2 separate regions of the Rattus norvegicus genome follow, and region 1 is linked to region 2. Evidence: chromatin contacts called from public Hi-C data. All regions are on one chromosome and are shown on one strand. Each heading gives the region's core, a stretch centred on a gene start, on an enhancer-like site or on the middle of the called end of the contact. The rest is flanking DNA. Distances are from core to core; before and after follow the strand shown.

Region 1 (2,700 bases), core at 155-2,654, 51 kb after region 2:
TTTTTGACACAAATGAGTACAGTGAAAGAAAAAAACCTGTTGAAAAGTCTTGAGCTTGAAAGGTAAAGCAGCAGGAAGAGGCTTGCGAGCATGTACAAGGCTCTGAGCAATAGAGAGGGAACTGAAACAAAGAGATAAAGCAGTGCTGTCAGGGAGCAGGTTCACTGCACACATCCAGCCATGCCTTCTTGCCTTCCCCAGTCTCCCCTACACACTGACTATGAATGAGGTCAGATACATGACCATGACAGGATATGGGAATGACAATGGGGCTCCAACCGAGACTAGTCTACTCTCACACACGGCTGCTGAGTAAATGTGAAGGCAAGGTGCAAGGAGGGAATCTATAGAAGGTGAGAGGGAACATTCAGTTGGCTGGGAATGGATATTAAGCCACGCTCTGATGACAAGAATTCAATCGAAAAGGAAAATAAAATAGGTTCCGAGGAGAAGGACAGACAGTTGCAAAGCAGAGCACAGAGCAGGGTGAGGCGGGGCAAACAGCTAGGTTACTTGTGGAAGAGCACTGAATTCAGGAGCAAGTGAAATGTGGGAAGTGTTTCTCCAGGACAGACTAGAGCACATGCAGGCCCCATGAGATGGGAGATGAGCTAGGTAAGTGTTCCCCTTGCTGTTAAAGGCAAGGAGCCATCACTTGCCTCCCAAACACTGCAGCAGTCTCCATTTGACTTTTGTGTTCTTTTTAATTCAGATATAACTGAGCAATGCATTTGGAAACTACGAGACTTAGTAAGTCTCTGTGGCCTTGGGAGGTAAGAGTCTCTAATACTGTGAAAATAGGTTGCTTGTTATCCACTGTGTGGGATGTCACTGAGTAGAGGAGTGCTGGGAACTGGCTAACTATTCAACAGAGCTGGCAAACAACCAAAGATGGCTGATGCCTCTAAGTGGGAAAGACAAAGTTTAATGACAATTGCTACTCTTACTTTCTTTCATCCCTCTCCTTTCTTTCCCTCCTCTCCTCACCTCTCTCCCTACCCCTCTTCTCTATTCTCTTCCCCTTCCCTTCTTCCTTCTCTTTCCTCCTCCCCACTCCCTCCCTCCCTTCCTCCCCTCTCCAAGATTCTAGTATTTTTATTGATTTAACACTAAGTTCTATAGTTAGAAACAGATTCACTCAATGAAGAATTGTACCATACTCTACACTAAATCAAACCAGGTCTCGAATAGGCAGGTCTGCTTTCTGTTTAATGGCCTTTGTAACTCATCACATCACTGAATTCCTCCTGCAATGTACCCGCTCTGACTGTGGTGTTCTATTTTGATTCATGTATCAAAACAGAGCACATATTCCTGCTGTTTTGATGAACACCTACTCATCTTTCAGTGTCCAGCTCAAAGACTGCCTGTTTTGAGGAGATCTGCCCAACTCCCACAGCCAGAGCTAATTACCTCAGCGTTTCCATAGCAATGCATTGCTATCCTTATTATAGCATTCTGCATGGTGGTTAAGATGGCTGTTTATGTTTTCCTGGTTAGGCAGTAAGGAGAAAGGACTCATATTCACTCATATAGCCGAAAGGAGGCCTGGTAATCACAATAGGCACTCGGCAAATGACTGCAGATGAACGCAGGACTGAAGAAGACAGAAGAGACACGTGCCAGAGCTGCCCTGCTTCTAGAACACTGCACCTTCTGCCACAAACCATCATTTTCTCTATCATTTTCCCTAGCAACACTGCTGGCTAGGGAGAAATATGAGCTTTCTCCAGTTTAGCAAGAACAGACTAGTTTCTGGGTAGATGAAACTTCTATTCCATTGTGCTTTCTGCTTGTAAAACGTAGGCTAAGGGCAGTCTTCTACCAACTACAGAATCATTATAGACATGGACACTATGAAATTCTAAGTTCTTTTTTGTTTTCTTTTGTTTTTGCCCTTTTTGAGACAGGGTTTGTGTAGCCCTCACTGTTCTGGAACACACTCTTTAAACCAGGCTGGCCTCAAACTCAGAGAGATCCACCTGCCTCTGCCTCCTGAGTACTGGGATTAAAGGTGGGTGGCACCACCAGGAGAAAGTCTACGTTTTATTGCTTGGCTTTTTTTGCATTTCTTTGGCTAAGTAAAACTATTTGCAAAATTGCAAGCTTAATAATCCCATAGCCTATTCTCAGTTCAGCAAAGAGGACTCCCACTTTATGGTTCAATATAATCGTTTATTTTTACAGATGGTGTATGTGTGTGTGTCTGTGTGAGTGTGCGTGTGGGTGCCTGTGCCTCTGAGTGGGTGTGGCTACCCTCTTCCTGCTCTGTCCATTTCTTTTGAAGCAAGGTCTCTCCCCGAACATGGGCTCAATATTCCTCAGTTTGGCTGGAAACCAGAAAGCCCAAGCAATGTACTCCAGCTTCTGCCCAAGTCAAAGCTGGGGTTATAGGTACGTGTGGGATGCCTAGCTTGTTCCACGGGTGGCTGAACTCATGGCTGCATACCAAGTGCTCTTAACTCCGAAGCCACCTGTCCAGCCCTCATGAGATATGATTAAACTCAACTTTGTAATAGTACAGCAACAGGTAAGTTTAGAAACTGAAGCTCACAACTGAGTTGAGAAGAGGGCAGATCTCCTTGCTTCTTTCTACTGTGTGGTGGACGCTCGTGAACACAGCCCTTCCTTCTGTGACTCCCTCTTCTTTGATCTATCCAATGTCTTACAAGTGAACAATGTCCCTTTAAATATTTTTGT
Region 2 (2,774 bases), core at 56-2,555:
GGATCCTCTGGAAGGGGTGTGTTAAAGTCCCTGAAATGTGTAAATTTTCTGTCCTAGCTGCTGGTCTCATCTGCTAAGTCTGATGTTTTGCATGGGAAATGACCCTGGTCTGAACTCAGTGCGGAGTAAGTGAAGTGCTGGAGTTATCGATCTGTCGTGGGAACCCTGCTCCAATTGCTCCTGCTGCCTCGCTACTTCCACTTCCCACTGGGAACTAGGCTCTGCGATCCTCCAAGTTCCGGCTTAAGCACCCCCTCCCTCACCTCCTGGGGAAACCCCTGAGTCCCCACGCGATGTACCCGGGAGGCTGACGTAAGTAAGCTCTTCCCTTTAATCCCGCGGGCAGATGGACCAGCTGCGGTCTCTAACCTGCTGTCAAAGTCATCCCAAATACCCTCTCTGCGGAATGAGCCTTTAAAGGGGAGGCGCAAACCGCAGTGGCCATTCAAGTTCACGTTCCTTTGGGACAGGCCGCCGGAAGCGGTTGCATTTGGCATAAGTTCTGCAATATTTTCTGGCGCTGCGCTCGTGGAGGCTCGCGTTATCGCGGTCCCCTACGTCCTGGTGTACACCCTGAAGTTTCAGGTGAGCATTCTTCCGCAGCCTGAACCTCGTAGAGGCGGAAAGCAGAGAGAAAAAGGCACTCAGGGATAGGCCCTGCCTGCAGCCCGACAGGGCGCCCGCCGCGCCGCGCTCTCAGCCCCCGCCCGCACAGCCCGCGGCCCACGAACAATGCGTCCGCCCGCGCAGCACTCACCACCCAGGTCAGCGCCCCGTCAACGCCCGCGAGGCTGGACTTGGCCATGGCAGCGCCTCCCGTGCAGGCCAGGGGCTGCTCGCGCACCGGGGACGCGGCTCGCACTGACCGCTGCGCGCCGCACTCCTAGCCGCGCCCCATCGCGGGCCCGAGCCGCTGAGGAGGCCGCGCCGCCCGCCGCCCTCAAACTCGAGCGCGGCGCCCGGGCCTAGAGCGCGGCCGAGGGCGAGGAAGGGCTAGCAGTGAGACGCGGTCTTCCGGGGCTCACGCAGGCGATCGGGATCGCGAATGAGGGGCGAGGGTCGGCGCGGGCCGGCGCGGGCCGGCTAGGAGACGCGAGTCAGAGCCCTGACACGAAGGAGTCACTGCTTCTCCTCACGCAACCGAATCCGCAGAGTCCTCGACGCGGTCGCCGCCGCCTCAAAGGCCGCCACTGCCTTAAAGCCGCTCAAGCGGTGTCTGACCGGGTCCTTAGGAGCACTGGCCGAGAGGGACAATAAACAGCCGCTGTGGTGGCCTCCCTTTAGTCCGGCATAACACCGCACACACAGGCGCGCTCGGAGAGGGGGAGGGTGCGGCGGCCACCGGCTGTCAGTCAGCCATGGACCGTCCAATCACGGTCTTGTCGCTACAGTCCTTCGACCAATCCCAAAATTTCAGGCCCCCAGAGGGGCGGGATCCGAGGGGAAAACGTCATTGCGGGTAGCAACCGAGAGGCAGACTTGGGTTTTTTGTTTGTGTGTGAGAGTGTGTGTGTGTGTAAGAGAGAGGCAGAGTGAATGGGGTTTCCGTCCAAAGGGAGAGCGGGCGGCTGTCATGGGTCATTCCCGGGCATCCAAAGGAGCCGGGAGTCCTGGGACGAGGGCTGTGGAAACCTCCGGGCAGTGGTCTTGCAGACCTGCCGGGAAGTCGGGGAGGCTGGAGAGGAGGGGGAGGGTGGGGGCAGGGAGGCAGGAAGCCTTAGGCGTCCCCAGAGACTGGGCCGGGGAGTGAACTGCAGATGGGACCGTTTGCCGTTAGGAGCAGCCGGATCCCCTACCCCACCTCAGGTCCCAGGTTGCTGCTGCGCAGAGCGTCCGCCAGACTCCTTGTCCTTCATCTGCCCGCCCCCCAAACGCTGCAGGCAGTCTTCAGTGTCACCACTTAGGGAACTTAAACATTGCCCAGGGAACGTTCCTGGGAAGGAACGCGAGCAGGTCAGGGCTCCCTTCCCGGGCTACTGAGCTTTCCTCCCAACAGTGCAGAAGGGTCCCTGTCGGTTCTCACCTGTCAAGGACTGCACCAGCACCACCACGTCTAAGAGGGCACATATATCGTTTTTTGAACTTCAAGAGTGGTTTTCAGGTACACATTAAGGATAGACTTTTCTCGTGAGGAAGCTTTCTAAGAATAAAATGTGCCACACCAAAGCCTTTGGCAGACGGAAGAGCTCTTGACTTCACCCAGCCTGTAAATGGAATTACATTCAACAAGTCCTTTTTGGGTATACTCCCCGCCATTCTCTGCCAGGCGTGGCAATGGGTTTAAAGGGACAACAGCCTCAGATGTCAATCTTCCAAGAGTGACTAACAGAGGACGCTGAAGAACTTTATCCCGTTGGAGCTAACAGCTTTCTGTGAAAGTGTTTCTGTGAGTCTCTCTGGCGGCTAAGGACTTCCCTTAAGGGAAAACAAAAATGCCTGGGGTCATACCTTTCAACTGCAGCATTCTGAAACCAAGGTGGGCAGCTCTGAAACATGAAAATAATTTAAACGTAGTTCTTAATTAGCCCTCTGGAGACCATGAATTTTCAGTTTTATTTGGGTATTCTGACTAAACACCAAAGCCTTTCTTTATTTTGAATTTGGTGTTCTAGCTTGTAAATCACTAATCAGGACCTAAAACTGGGCTGGACTCTGACTACAGAGCACCATGGCCTTGTTACCAGCTTTCCCAAGTTCAACTTTGGGCCTTCTTACCTGGGGACTTTTTATGTACTGTGACTTTACATCCCTAAGTACTCAAATAGTTCATGTTT

The links. A called contact is a pair of places that touch in the nucleus more often than the background predicts.
Region 1: a contact with region 2 is called in a Hi-C map of frontal cortex, with 1.8 times the contacts expected there. The contact joins the enhancer-like site here to the promoter of Top2b in region 2. A contact is called at or near these places in 3 of 12 Hi-C or Micro-C datasets (the A7r5 cell line, frontal cortex and hepatocytes).

The regions. Positions count from the first base shown.
Region 1 is chr15:11,592,052-11,594,751 of GRCr8, forward strand. All of the region lies in intron 10 of Ngly1 (N-glycanase 1), which reads right to left. Among named protein-coding and RNA genes, the nearest start is that of Ngly1, 42 kb to the right of the region's middle. Within about 2 kb of position 1,405, at least 21 of the 93 cell types and tissues checked have an H3K27ac peak or open chromatin away from gene starts, as enhancers often do.
Region 2 is chr15:11,541,159-11,543,932 of GRCr8, forward strand. It overlaps Top2b (DNA topoisomerase II beta), which reads right to left and starts at 1,306. Exons shown (of 36, transcript NM_001100858.2): 1 at 758-1,306. The coding sequence starts at 805.